Regions from separate parts of the Sus scrofa genome. Here region 2 is linked to region 1. Evidence: chromatin contacts called from public HiChIP or PLAC-seq data. All regions are on one chromosome and are shown on one strand. The core of a region is the stretch at or near the end of the contact, and the rest is flanking DNA. Distances in the headings are between cores, read along the strand shown.

What was found. HiChIP or PLAC-seq counts read pairs in DNA pulled down with a chosen protein or histone mark.
Region 2: an H3K27ac HiChIP or PLAC-seq map of skeletal muscle shows a contact between it and region 1. The contact joins the enhancer-like site here to the promoter of DOK5 in region 1. A contact is called at or near these places in 6 of 47 Hi-C or Micro-C datasets (embryonic fibroblasts, fetal heart ventricle, heart right ventricle and 2 more) and 1 of 2 datasets of contacts at active chromatin or transcription factors (skeletal muscle).

Annotation. Positions count from the first base shown.
Region 1 is chr17:55,387,853-55,395,520 of Sscrofa11.1, forward strand. It overlaps DOK5 (docking protein 5), which reads left to right and starts at 3,222. Exons shown (of 8, transcript NM_001123107.1): 1 at 3,222-3,287. The coding sequence starts at 3,222.
Region 2 is chr17:55,509,045-55,516,712 of Sscrofa11.1, forward strand. All of the region lies in intron 6 of DOK5 (docking protein 5), which reads left to right. Among named protein-coding and RNA genes, the nearest start is that of DOK5, 120 kb to the left of the region's middle. Within about 2 kb of position 3,902, at least 4 of the 83 cell types and tissues checked have an H3K27ac peak or open chromatin away from gene starts, as enhancers often do. A contact at or near this core is called in skeletal muscle, where this site is marked.

The DNA of each region.
Region 1 (7,668 bases), core at 1,972-4,471:
CTTGACACAGATGGCCCTGCAGGTTGGCAAGTAGGTGGCCTGGCACTGCCCACCATGCAAATATCCACTCTACTGAATTTATCATTTGAGGTCTGTTATACCAGTTTCACCTATATAACATAATAGGTTCCTGGGGTGCTGGATAGAGGGATTCAAACCGTACTATCAGGATTTGGTTTGCTTCCTTTTTATTTAAAAAAAGAGCTTTTTTTTTGGCCTGGCCCATGGTATGTGATTAAACCTGCACTACAGCAGTGACCATGCCAGATCCCTAACCCTCTGAACCACCCGGGAACTCCTGGTTTGCTTCTCTATCTCTTGGCTCTGCTTCTTCTGTGTGGCCTCCATTCCCAAAACTCCTGGGCTGCATCCATCCACTGGCAGACTCCACTTCAGCCAATGACAGTGTGAACCTTTGCCCTGATATTCAGCAAAAGTCATGTAATTAACTCTTAATTCATCAACTTAGGTCATGTGTCTGGGTGTAAACCAATCAGTGCCTTTGAGGGAAAGCAGGGTACAAGACTGGGAGCAGGGGATAAGTGTAGCCCAAGTGAAAATGGTGATCACTATTGGAACCATCATTGGACTTTGCGTGCTAAGGAAACAGACAGAAATGGATACTACAAATAGGAAGTTCTAAGTATTAAAAATTGAGTTAAAAATAGGGATTGAAATGATTTTTGTGTCAGACTTATCTCCAGTGAAACAATTTTGTGTGATTGGGTATCTGTTCGGCAATGCATGGTTGTGCAAGTTGTGCACTGTGCAACTCTATAAGCACTACTGACATTGTGTATCTTTGTGAATTACTCCTTTCCCCTTCTGCAACAGTTGTGTAGAGCACATTTTGGACAAGCATAAGTGGCTGTCTGCCCTTGAACAGCATATCACAGTTTGTGTTTTGCAGGTGTATCAGTTTGACTTCACCCAAAACAAGCAAAACCATACATTGGATTTCATCTTGCAAATAAATAAGAAAATCACTGGTTTCTTCACATCTAGTCTGATATTTTCTAGTTTGATTCTAGTTTCCTCACTTTTCACTTCTAGCTTAATTATTTATGGATGTTGATAAAACTCAACATTAGCTATCAGGGGGTGGATTTCTTAGTCAATTTCTTTCAGTAATTATTTCTGTTATCTTGAGCCATTCGCTTCAGACGCCTTAATGCCTAAATTCCTTTATTCTTTGCTTCTATGATACTGTGTGTTAGTCTACGAACGATGTGTTGGCTAAATGCCTTCCGTGTCTATTTCATGGCAACCATGGACAGTAATTTTTTTTAAAGGTCTAAGCCTTCAAAAAGAACTCTTCAAATGATTTTTTTTTATCATTTCATCCTCTGTTGGTGAGAGATTTAAACTTAAAACATCATTTACAGTCAATGACAATAGGATGACAGAGCTAATGGTTTACTATATAACAAGAAAGAGTTCTCCCTGCCAGAAGATTTGCTTTTGATTGTCCCAGTGTAGCCTCAGTTCCCCTATGGCACATTCTTGAGTGATTCTCTTCTTGAACTGACACCCATCAAACCAAAGTGAGAAAAGCTCATGTTGCCAAGGGAGAAAGGAAAGATTCATATAATCTTAGAGATGAAAAGCCTTCAGATGTCATTGGGTCAAAGAATCTACTAAATAAATGATTCTTCTCAGTAGCGCCGAGTCCCCAGCCTTGGTTTGGTCACCTCCGGTGCACAAGAACTGTGAAATTTCTGATGCCGGCTTGGCCTTTGTGGATAGTGCCGTTGGTTAGAAAGGGCTTCCTTGGGAACAGCCAGTAACCTCCCTCTCCATGGCATGTGCTCTTCAGAAGGGGCGTGGGACAGGGTTTACCAGGAGCTGGTGTCAACACACCTCCCTTCCTGCAGGACCTGAGACAAGCCTCTAAACTCTTCTGAGCTTCAGTTTTTATGAAAGGTGGATGATGGTACCTATCTCGTGATTCCCTTTACAGGATTAGCACAATGCCTAATGCCTGGTGCCACTCTACGTTAGCTGTTCTCAATTCAAACATGTTTCAGGGGCAGGTGCCTGTAAAATCCAGTGTCTTATTCTCTAGGCAGTATCCTGCAATGGCTGTGAACAGGAGCTCTATTGCTAGGCTAGGGAGGCATAAATATGATCCTGGTATTCGCATAAGGTGGGGGTGTACTTTATAGGGTACAGGGGAGTTTAAATGAGCCCACCCAAAGGGCTTAGAGGATGCCTGACACCAAGGATGTCTTCAGTACCTGCGCTGGGGTAAGGCTTTGGGGGTACACTTGTTAATGAGGCGAAGGGTCGGCCCTGGGAAACTCGCATTCGGGCGGGAAAGACAGGCTCAGACAAGGAAAATGTGGCAAATGATATCATCGGAGAGCTGGGTCCAGGATGCCAAGGAAACCCAAGGAAGCACGCAGCTTAAGCCAGGGCAATATCCCTCCCCTCATATGCCAAGGTCAAGGCAAACCTTGGCAACACCGCCCCCCTAGACACACGCACCACAGTGGTCAAAGCCAGTCCTTCTCAGGGAAGAGATGGGGCGAAGGGAGAGGCGAGGTAGGCGGCGGCTGGGAAAAAAAGTGAAATTTCCTCTCCATCTAAAATAAGCCCGGAGCAAGAAGAGATTGAGCCTCATCTCGGCGGGTGTGGGCGAGCTGCGGGGGGCGGGCAGGAGCAAGTCGGGGTCCCGGACGAGAGGAGGGGTCGGAAGGGGAGGCGGGTCGGGCCAGGTGGGTGGGGAAGGGGGGAGGGGGCGCGCATTTCCGTGTGTCTGCCTGCGGGTGGCACCGCCGGGCACCCGGGCCGCGCGGCTCCTCCTCCTCGCCCTCCTCCACCCCCACCCCTTCCTCCTTCTCTTCTTCCTCCTCCTCCTTCTCCTCCCGGGCCCCCGGGAGGAGGCTGGTCAGGATCCCTGAGCAGCCGCCGCTCCTCCTCCTGGCAGGCTGGCAGATGAGTCAGCTGACGCCGGCGCTCCAGCCTCGCCTCGCGGCGCTGCGCGCTCTCTGCGCTCCCCCAAAGTGGCTGCAAGCCGGCCGCCCACTTTCAGGCTTTGGGGGACGCAGAAAGTGATGTGCGCCTTCTGAAGCCCCGCCGGGGCCGCCGCGGTCTCCGCTTCACCTCGTCCACTTTCTCCTCCCCCACCACAAAGCCTTCTGTCGCCCCTGCCCTCCGCCCTCCCCTGCAGCCGCTTAGGGTGCGTGCGCTTGGGTGAGGGGGGTCACCGGCTGTCCGGGATGGCTTCCAATTTTAATGACATAGTGAAGCAAGGGTACGTGAGGATCCGGAGCAGACGCCTAGGGGTAAGTATCGATCCTTTTTTTCCCCCCTCCCTACTGTTCGCCGGTTCAATTGTCTTTATCCTTAGCCAGCATCCCCGAGGGTGGAAGGAGATTCCAGGCTGCGCGCTGGGGAATCGCGCTGTGGTTTCTCAGCCGAAACCCACATCTGCTGGGGCTGCCCCTCTAAGGCCGGGTCTAGGTGTGTAATGAATCTATCTTTATCTCTCGGATGACTTGGCTTTCTGATGGTGGCCGCGTGTTCGGCTTCAGTAGCCACTGGAGCCCATCAAATGGAAATAAATATTTCTCGGTAGCCATGGGAGTTGGAGCTGAGAAACCCGGGAGGGGGTGCTGAGCCTGCCGGGTGCCCCTCTTCCCATTCGCTGCCAACTTAACTTTTCCAGGGGATGGATCGACTGGCTGAGAAAGGGCAGACGCTCTCAGTGTGAATAGCCCCGTGACCCTCTGACCCCAAGGGGAGGTTTCCGCCAAGTTGAAAGGGTTTCGGACTCCGGGGTCCTGGACAGTGACCCAGCCCCCGCCCAGGTGTTGGCAGAGGCGCGTTGTGGTTTTGTTGCTGGAATACGCACTGGCTGCCCGCTGGAAGATTATTTAGGGCGGAACATAATCCCTGGCACTGAGCGAGTGCTCCCTCCCTAAATAGGTACTAAAAGGAAGCATGAATGAAGCGGAAGGTACTTGTAGGGCGCAGAGTTGGCACGAGGATGGCTCCTCTCTTAAAACCCCCTCCCTTTTGCTCTTGTCCCTTTTGCACTTTCACTGATCGACTTCAGAAAGAACTCACCCTAATTCTGGGGTGGGGGTGGGGGGGGGACCCTGGAATGATTCTTTTTGTTGTTGAAATTTCAGACTCTTTTCTCTTTGCCTTATGTCAAGTGCTGTTGCTGTGTGTGTTTAGTGTGTGTGTGATTTGTTTATTTGGGCGAGGGAGTGAGGGAAGGAAAGTTTACTTTTGGAATGTCTGAAAAAATATCAGCAGGGATGAGGAATGGCCACAGTGGGAGTAGAGTTATAGTGATAAAGTGATTGTCTTTCTTTACAAATATATGTCACCGGCACCTTTCTGTTATTTGCTCTTTGGGCTTTTTGTGTGCCAGATAATTTTACTGAAAACTAAAAGAAAATTCTCTGTGTTAAACAGCTAGAGAGGAAAACCTGCTGGTGGGAAAAGTCTGTATTTATTAAAAACTCCTGCCTGTTTTGTTTTGGTCCTCCCCCCCCCCCGCTCCCCCACTCCCCGGCTGCCTTGGTACCATGTTTTAGCAACTATGCCCTGTGTTATTGTGAATATATAAATATATAATTAGGGAGACCTATAACAGAACGAACCAATCCCTATTAACCCTGAGTTTCCTTGGTTTTCTTTTACATTATGTAAATATCCTCATCAATAGGAACAACTATTGCTTAACCTAGTGACTGTCATGCAAAGGGCAAGAAATAATAAGAATTTTGTATTTTGGATAACCTATGGGCCAGCCAAGTGTTACCGTTTTAAAAGGAGCATTGAAAAACACCGTTCTAATTTTAGATTTACTCCATCATGTCAGTTGAGGAAATTGGTAAGAGACATCCATTCTTGTGCTAGAGAGCATTCCAATAGAAAGAAGTCATGAATTATTAATGCACAAAATGTGAATTATTCATAAGGATCAGAGTTGATGCCAAATTGTGACACATGGTGATTTATTTGAAAGACTGGTTACCATAACTCTCTAGTTTATAGTAATTGAGATTATTTTTCTATATTTTTACAGCTGACACAATATAGTCCTATGTGTGTGCCAATGTTTATGGACAGATATTTGAAGCAAAAGGAAAGAAAATATAGTTTACTTTGCATTCCTTTTATATTTTACAGCATTTTGGATGCCAACCAGCAGTGTACTTTCCCAACTTTCCCAGGATTTATTCATTTTGTCTGTATTAACACTTGAATAGGTTTTCGACCATCTCTCGAATGATGGTTATTGCTCATGGAGAGAAAAGGTCAAAAATATAATCATCCAAATCTGGTTTTATTTGTTGTTAAGATTGGTTTTATCACCAGTTAATTTTCAAAAAGTGTTCTAATCTATATTATGTCTGCTAATATGTAATGCATAAACTGAGGAAGCTGATGACGTAGTGGTCAGAAAACACAGCAAAGTGAAGTTGCAGTGGAGGCCTCAAGAGGAAGGCTTCAAGGAACTTGCACAGGGACGACCCCCACTCCAAAGTAAGAAATGTCAGCGGCATTCTAGGCTGCGGATAGCCTGGAACATCATGTGCCATGTGTAAGTCTCAAAGAGTGGTTGGCCATTACGTTTGGTACACAGCAGGCACTCAGTAAGTGCGCATCATCTATGGACTGAACTACACAGTGAATGCCTGACTTTGCAATTCAGAAGCCTCTTAAGGGACTAATATAACAGGATGGTTTTATTAATGGACTCCAGACAAGTGTCTGCGGATTAGAACCATGTTTGGGAGGGTTTATAATTAAACAAGAAAATAAATATGTCATGGTAAGCAGTTGCTGTGTGAGGGCGTACCCCTCAGATTTGGAAAAAGAAGGAAAGGGAACAAATTCTCCTTCTGTTACTCATTAGCTCTATGACCCTTGACCTCTTGGCCTCATTTTTCCTGTCTGTACAGTGAACGCTATTTAATGATTATGAGTATTGTATGAGATAATCTCTGTCAAAATGCAAGGAAAACATATCATGTTGATTCTGATAGTATTGTTTCTTTGGTATAATCAAGGGTGAGTTAGGATCGGTGGAAGGATATAAGAGTTATTGATTTCATTAATCCTTCTGTCTAGAAATGTCCAAAATCATAAACATTTATGCAGTTCTAGGATATTTTCACTGGATGAAATTTTTACACATTATAGACATTTAAGTGATTTTCCAACGGGCCATGAAAAATTCTAAGGCCGTAGCCCTTCAGATGGGTTGCAGATACGTGATCACCTTTAGTTGAGATCCTAAACGATGTAAGTGATTAAATAATCAGACTTGCTTTTTTCTCCGTAAACATCTAAAAGCGTAATGAAATTCTGCTCATTTAACTTCAAAGTCTCAGTGTCTTCACAGGTTCATTCTCCAGCTTCATCTCCAGTGGTCCATGGAGGTCTTGAGCTGTGCCCTGGGTGCAGTATTTGTTCAAGAATGTCGATGTTACTATTTGGGGGGCTGTGGAGGGGGAAAGGCGAACAGCTGCCTACAGTTATCTGACAAATCCACAAAAGGCACTCAAAATGTATTGTTAGAAGAAGTGGATCTGGCAGTTTGCACTTCATTAACCTGACTATGTGGCTTAGATGGCATATTGTATAACTGTTTCTCACTTGGTTTCTTCCTTTGCAGTGGAGAAAATTTCCCTATCAGTAATTGCTATGGCTCGTCCACTAGGCAAGTCTCGGTTTAAATTCACACTATTCACTTTATCGCCGTGCAGTCCCCCCTCGATTACTTGCCTTTAAATATCATCTCTCTGCTCTTGTCTACCAAGACCCTCTTCTCCCGGCGAGCCCGCATCCTCATCTGTGCATTTTATGTGTTGGTTGCCTCTATCGCCAGCTAGAACCTCTCTGTCTTTTGTTATTATTATTTTTATGCTCTTCTTCAAAACGTTATTTTTCATCATGGTCTATCCCGAGAGATTGGATATAGTTTCCTGGGCACTGTACAGTCGGACCTCATCACTTGTCCATTCTAAATGTAAGAGTTTGCATCTATTCACCCCAAACTCCCAGTCCATCCCACTTTCTTCCTGCTCCCTCTTGGCAGCCACAGGTCTCTTCTGTATGTCTGTGAGTCTTTCTGTTTTGTAGCTAGGTTCATTTGTGTCATATTTTAGATTTCACATATCAGTGATTTCATATGGGATTTGTCCTTCTCTTTGGATTTCACTTAGTATGATAATCTCTAGTTGCATCCATGCACTGTCTTTTAATTAGAGCCGAATCCCAGTGCCTCGAACAGTTTCCAGCTTGGAGAAGCACTTGATGAAGACTTACTGAATGAATGAAGGATGAATGAATGAGCGAATCCATCCTTGTGTACTGGTTTAAGACCATGGCCTTGGACATTTTGGTGGCGGTTATGTGATTATTGGTGCGTTATTTAGCATTGATAAGGCGCAGGCTTCTGTAAAAATAGGGAGACTCACAACAGCCACCTACAAAGTGATCTTCATAAAAGGCTTAACACAATATTTGACCACTGGAAACCCAATTAATGTTTCTTCCTGCTCTCCGTCTTACTATTAGGGCTATTAGATTATGATAATGCTTGGGTGGTTGTTATTCTAACCTCTCCTACTTCAATAGGCCTCATCCTCAAAGAACTTGCTGTTCATTTAGAAAAACAAACTTAGTATCTATGAAATAATT
Region 2 (7,668 bases), core at 2,652-5,151, 120 kb after region 1:
CTGCGAGTGCAGCCCTAAAAAGACAAAAAAAAAAAAAAAAAAAAAGTAGCATTCAAGACATTCAAGACATTTTGAACTTAAAGGCCAACTTGTCATTGCATTCAAGTTGTGAAGTCACACACACATTCCATTAGATGCCTTTAAAGTCTGAAGAAGTTGTGTTCCCCCCCTCCAAGATTACCGCTTTGTAAAGCCATCAATTAGCATAAATTGTTATGTACTTGGAAGGCAGGTTCGACACACACGCTTTTCCATTTACAACCTCCTCATTATTTCCACTAAAAATTAATCAGGAATATGAGTAATTCCTTCAGATCATCCCTTGGCAAATGTAACTGGAATATAATGTTGTTTGCTTTTAATTTACTGTATGCTTAACAAGCTCTGCAAAATGAATGTGATTTTTAAAGTAAAAACATCCTGTTTTAGATGGAAATGAGTAAGCTTCAAAACCGGATCTGAATCTCCAAGGCAGTTAAAGTGGGGATTGTGAAATGCTTACAAATCAACATCCTTGAATCAGTCTTGGATTAGAGGAGAAAAGAGATACTGGGCTACAATGAAATGCGGGAAGGTGACCCAACTGGCCTTAAGTTTTCTGGTCACTGAGGGTGGAGCCACACAGAGTAGCTCTGTTCTCAACTAGGAGTTGTCTTTATGTAACTCCCGGCTTCCCTGAGATGCTCAAGGCTGTAAGTAGAGAAAGATGGTGAAGCTAACCTCATTATTAGGAATCCCTAACCTGCTCTTCGCTGCCACTGCTGTAAAGCTCTCAAGACAGCCTCTTCACTGGGGCACCCATGACAGTTTGCAATTGCAGCCTTGGGTGCGTTGGTTTGGATCTGACTTATGACCCTGAAGCCCAGAAGTCATAAAGAAGAGACTTGTGGGTCAGATAATAATAATAATTTTTTTGGTTATCATTATTGCTATTAGTGTGGTAGGCTAGAACACATCTTCAGCCATGGAACCTGTAGACATTACCTTAGATGGAAAAAGGGGCTTCGCAGATGGGGTTACGGGAAAGTCTTGAGATGGGATATTATGCTGGATGGGCCAGGTGGACCCAGTGTCATCACAGGGTCCTTGTAAGAAGGCAGCAGGAGGCGTCAGAGCCAGACGGAAAGTGATCTGACAATAGAAATAGAGGGACAGAGATTTGAAAAGTCTGCCCTGATGATTTTGAAGGTAGAAGGAGATGCGTCCCAAAGGATGTAGAAACTGGACAAATACAAGGAAATGGATTCTCCCCTGGGGCCTCCAAGAGGAACCAGCCTGGCAGACACCTTGACTTGAACCCAGTGAATCTGATTTTAGACTCTGACCTCCAGAGCCACAGGAGAATAACTTTGTGTTGTTTCAAGCCCCCAAGTTGTGGTAATTTGTTACGATAACCACAGGTAACTCGGGTAGTCAAGCTGTATCATGTCTTTACTCTGTAACAGAATATTGTAAGGGCTTTGTGTGTCCTTTCCAACCCGCACAGTGACCTTTGGATTAAGGCCCAGCTCCCCCAGCGTGGAAGTAGTGGGGCTCAAATTTGGAGCAGGTGTGCTGGGATAACCCCCCTCTTGAGGCTTTATCGCAGAATCCAGCCCCCAGACGTGTTTTGTCTGCCCTGCGTGAGATCAGCTCACTGCCGTTCTAAAAATTCGTGGCTCGTGGCTGACGTTGAAAAGTTAAGAGGTTTCACGTAAAATTCAGATTCCTGTATCTTGAAAAGTGCCCTGTGTGGCAACCATCAGAAACGCTTGGTGGCATCTCCCTTCTTCAGGTAGAATAGGGATCTTCATTTCTCCACAGTCTCCACCACTCTCTATTGTCACTCAGCAGGTGGCCCTTCTCTGGGCATTTGCTACCCATGCTGTGACCAATTGCTATCCTGCCTGTGTTACCACCTGTATCAGTTTTCTCTTGCTGGGTAACAAAGTGCCACACACTCTGCACCGTAAAACAATACACATTGATTATCTCATAGTTGTTGCGGGTCGGGAGTGTTTGAGTGGCTTTCTGGAACCCCCAGCTTCAGGTTCTCCCGAGGCTGAGATGCTCCAGTCTGATCTGAAGGTTAGTCTGGGGAAGGACCCACTCTCCAGGTCACGGTGGTTATTGGTGGAATCTAGTTCCTTGGGGCTGTAGTTCCAAGGACCTCAGTTTCTTGTTCGCTATTAGGTGGAGGCCACCCTTAGCCCCAGAGGGCTCCCTTGCTTGGTTCCTTGCCACCGATGGGCCTTCTCCACCCAGCCACTTGCTTTATCAAAGCCAGCACAAAAGCCTGCCCTTGTAGAATGGGGGCCACAGTCCTGGGCACCCTAGCCATGACCGTGACATCCCGTCACCCTGTCATGGGCTTTTGATTGGAAGTAAGTCACAGCCAGGGGAGGGGACCACGAGGGTGTGCACCTCTGCAGGGGACACCGTGGGTGCCACTTTGGTATCTGTCCCCACACATTGCAAACTTCTGGAATTGTGTTTATTTAGTGCTTTGATTTTCCTTGAGGTTTCACCCAAGAGAAAGCGTGACGTATGTTTCCAGCCCGAGGGGGTTTGGCTAATATAACCATTGACTTATGATTTATGTGCCAGGCTCTTCATAACAACAGCCGCTCATCAAGCCACGTGACTTGCTCCTTCTCAAATCCTCACGGTAGCTCTGTGAGCTAGATTCATGCATTTGTTCTCATGCATTTGTTCATTCAGAAAGGTTTATTGAGGACTTAATATGCTCTGTTACGTGATCGAGGATATAGCGCTAATGGGCAGGAGAAACCCGCTCCCTTGGGTCTTATAATTCAAGGGAGTGTTATTCATGACCCTTGACCTGGAAGGAGTCACTGCCCAGCTCTTATAGATTAAAAAAAAAAAATCGATGCTGACGGTGGCTAAGTCCCTTGAGCCCTGGTGCTCATCGCTGTTGGAGCCCAGAAGGCAGGCTCCTCTCATCTGGCTCCTAAACCTCGGCCCCTGCCCACAAGACTTTACTCCCGAGAAGGGTTTTAAAGGCTTTGTGTTTCTCTTACATCCTCCCTGAGCACTGCCAGTGTTTTCAAATGGTCCTGAACATCAGAGCACCTTTCACAAATACATACCAACTTGGAGTATATCTAAAAAAGAAACAGACCTGGCGTTCCCATCATGGCTCAGCGGTTAGCAAACCCGACTAGCATCCATGAGGACATGGGTTCAATCCCTGGCCTCGCTCAGTGGGTTCAGGATTCGGCGTTGCTGTGAGCTGTGGTGTAGGTCGCAGACGTGGCTTGGATCCCGTGTTGCTGTGGCTGTGGTGTAGGCAGCTATGTAGCCCTGATTGGACCCCTAGCCTGGGAACCTCCTTATGCCTCGAGTCCAGCCCTAAAAAGACAAAAAGACCAAAAACTAACAAACACACAACTGCTTTTCACAAGAAATCCCATAGCTTTTGGTAACACTCTCACGTCTCCTCATTCTTCCTCCACCTCCTGACTTTTTTTTTTTCTTCTGTCTTTCATTTTAGGCCGCCCTGAGGCGTATGAGCTCCCAGGCCAGGGATCAGATCTGAGCCACAGTCGAGACCTAAGCCACAGCTGTGACAATGATGGATCCTTAACACACTGTGCCGGGCTGGGGATCGAACTTGTGTCCCAGCTCTTCCAAGATGCCCCAGATCCCATTGAGCCACAGCGGGAACTCCCCCGCCTCCTCACTTTTTCAATTCCGTGTGCTATTTATTATTCATTCTAAAGAGGACATACAAGAGGGCCAGCGGACCTGAGGAATGAGGAAGGGCCGAGTGTTGGATGAGCTGGGACGGCAGGAACTGGTCTGCTTGCAAGCTGCCAGCGGCCTCTCTGGAGGAGCTGCAGGGAAACTCCGCTGGGACTGTTTGGGACTCCCTGAGCCACAAGCTATTTTTGCCACCTTGGAGATCAGTGTGTATGACAGAGTCTAATTTTGGAACAAAGAGTGGCAGTGTGGGATGTGCCTCATTCCACAGCCGGGGCCTGTCATTTTTAGACGTTCTTTCCAGGCTAGAGTGACAAAGTGGAGAATGACAGCAATTTCACAGGCTCCCCCGGGGGCTCCACCCGGGGCGACATTGGGGCCCCAGGGTGACGTCTAGTCTCCCTCATCCTCTGCAGCCCTGATTCTGCACCCAGGTTTGAGAGTGGAACCTGAGCTGTTTCTGTGTCCCCTTCTCTTGTTTGTTTAATTGAGAGATTTACTTCCAGATTTGGTTTCGCTAATAAAATTTGTTAATGCATGTGTCAAGTTCAAGTGGAACGCTTCTACAATTCTGGAAATCAAAGTAATTTATATTCATCCTAATTTAAAAAGTAATTGTTTCCACTTTTTTTTTTTTATGTAGAGGGCATTAAAGAAAGCACAGAATCAATTTCACTACCTCTCAGACACTTAAAAAGACCCTTGCCTGCTGGGATTTGATGTGTATAAACACTCTTCTCACCACCTGGTCCCCATTCCTCCACCCACAGAGAAATCAGTTTTTACCTCTACTGATTGGGCTAAGCTACATTTTTTTTTTTTTTTTTTTTAGTGTATTACTTAAAGCAGTCACCGCCTTTTGTTTTGTTTTGTTTTGTTCCTGAAAAAAAATATAAACCCCTTTTATATCCTGGCATACTAATTGTAATTCAACAATCTTTTATTGAAACACCTATCTACTGCTTGCAAAGTAGATCTTGGAGAGAACTTAATGTGTAAAAAAAAAAAATCTTTTGTCTTTTTGAAGGAGCTTGAAATTCCGGTAAGAAGTTATGATTTAAACCCCTCCAAACATGCAACAGTATCATGAGTCTTGTATTTCAGCTTAATGTGGTCTCTTTGGAGGGCAGTTTGTCCCTGTTGATCAAAACTGAATGCATACCTGCCTTTACTCAACAACAACTTCTAGGGGTTTAAAAACACACGAGCAGGAGCAACGATGATGTGGACGCATGCTCGTGGAGTGAGTCACTCCTTTTTTCTTACATTCTGCTGTTCGACGCATATTTTCTGAGTCCTTCTGTCCATGAAGTGATGGGGAGGTGACTGAAGAAGATGAAGTTCCCATTTAGGGGGAGCTTGTGTGTTGTGATAGAAAAAACTAGAAACAGTGTCAGTGTCCACCCAAAGGGAATAATTTGATACCTTGTGCTGTAAAAGGAATGAAACGATTCCGCTAAATAGGGTCACCCTCAGTAGTATCAAAGGTGTGTGAGGCGCATGAATGAGGCAGAGGCAGGGCAGGGGCAGAGTCCCACACACACACTCACTCACGCGCACACACACACACACACACACACACACACACATGCTTTGTAAACTCAGAAGGTGAACATCCAGCAGGATCCAAATATTCCAGGTAGTCCTGGGGGGCAGGACTGTGGTTTGAGGGTTCTGGGAGGGGGCTTTAATATTTCACTGTCTGTCTGTCTCTTCCGTCCATGTTTCTGAAAAACCATGGCTATGTAATTGTATTTATAGGAACAGAAACAGTAGTTGAGCTTGCAGCATAGGGCAAACAATGGATACATGGGTGAGGAAGAGGAAGAGGACGTGCCTTCCACTGGAAGGCATAAAAAACACATAAGAAATAATGGCTCAGTGGGTTCAGAACCTGACTAGTATCCATGAGGATGTGGGTTCAATCCCTGGCCTTGCTCAGTGGGTTAAGGATCAGTGTTGCCACTAGCTGCAGTGTAGGTTGCAAATAGATGTGGCTTACATCTGGCGTGGCTGTGGCTGTGGTTTAGGCCAGCAGCTGTAGCTCCGATTCAGTCCCTAGCCTGGGACCTTCCCTATGCTGTGGGTGGAGCCATACAAAAGAAAAAAGAAAGAAAGAAAGAATGGTTTTTAAAAGCTTGGTAGGGAAGTTTTCAGGTGCTGTAAATGGGGTGGGGTCATCTTTGCAGAGAAGGTTGTGACTGAGCAGAGTTTTCGGATGAACAGGAGTTAGCTACGTGCTACAGCTGCAGCTGCTGGTGATGACAGTGACTCTGACAGTCATTGAAAACCTACTATGTGCTAGGTACTCTGCCGAGCATCATACATGTATTAACTTTAATCTTCAATGTGAGTCCACTGACATGGGCGCTGCCACCCCATTTTTATAATTAAGGAGTTTGAGGTGTGGACACACAGCTAGAAATGATGGAGCCAAGATTCAGATCCAGGTGTTGCTGCCTCCAGTGTCCACAGTGCTGTACTTCCTCGGCTAAAATTAAATTAATGAAATCAGAAGTCATAATAAACACTCTTGGCGAATTCATTAGAAATTAAAAGAGGCTAAGTGTTGTTAAGCTATGTTTACTCATAGAGAATTAAGACAGGCTAAACCCTTTAGGCAGAATAGATGCAGATAGAACTCAGGCTTCCACCTTAAATTTGCTCTGACTTTTGTTTCTGTATATTTGGGGAGGGGAATGTCATGTTCTGAGTCTCTTAAAAAACCTAATTCAGTGGTATCTTGTAATGGTCCTTTCAGTTGACTTGTAATGGTCCTTTTCAGTTGACTACTTTATACCATTTCTCTCCAGAGCTATAAGGTCTTGTCACCTTGCCGTGGTCATAATTTAGCTGATGGCTGTGCCTCTCAGGAAAAGGAGACAAACCAGATGTTGCTCTCAGGTTATAGCTTTGTTTATAAATTCTGACACTCATCTTAATGTTTAATACGGTGGCTCCCTACGTAGGCAATAAACTGAGTACACGATGATGGCAAGACCGCAGGTCATGGTATGAGTTTAAGATGTTCACATGTGAGCAGAGGGTGCAACGGGTTGACCAGATGGGCTTGATAAGCAACACAGTTTTGCCAGTATCGATCATGGCAAAGAGGAGAGAGGAATGGGGACAGGGACTGAGAGATGAATTGTGTCAATTCAATGCCACTTGAAATCGATTTTGAGATGTTAGGGAATAAGTGATTTATCCATCTCCACCAAGAAGTGGCAAACATTTTCTGAAAAGGGCCAGTTGCCAAGGATTTTAGGCTTTTAGGAGCCACATATGGCTGCTGCTGCTTCTGTTTTTCTTCCTTCCCTTCTCCCCACCCCTCTGCTGATTCTCCCTCCTCTTCTTCCATTCTTAGTCTGGGCCGTACAACAGAGGCTGCCAGGATTTGGCCTGCACTGACCCCCGTGCTACACCCTGGCTCTTAGGCATTAGATACAAATGCACTCATTTAACCAATCTCTCCCCTCCAAGCCATGTGGATTCACTTTTTCTCCTAGGAGTTCGTCAAAGGAAAAAGCAATACTTCCAAATACCTAGCACTAAAATCAGAGGCCACTTGTGATCTTAACCAGAGTCAATCATTTTTAGAGACACCAGAGACATCCTTCAATACAGGTCGCAGCTTTTGTTTCCCCCAGCAGACACGTGCTTTGCCTCACTCGTATGGCTATTTTTTCTTATAATATTAAAGTGTTGGATGTGGCCAGCATCGGACAACCGGAGTACCTCATGGAGAGGGCATTTGGTGGTGGTACCAGGATGGGAAGTGGTCATCAGTGATGGAAGTTTCAATATTTGGCGGGGGTGGGGGATAGATCCAACCAATTGCTTCTGCAGAACTGGAAATTGACCATGTGGTAGGTTCCTGCTCAAATATTCACTGACCAGTCCAGGTATGAGATACAAATCCTCCTCCATTATGTAAGTAGCAAGCAGGAGGGATAAAGTTATCTA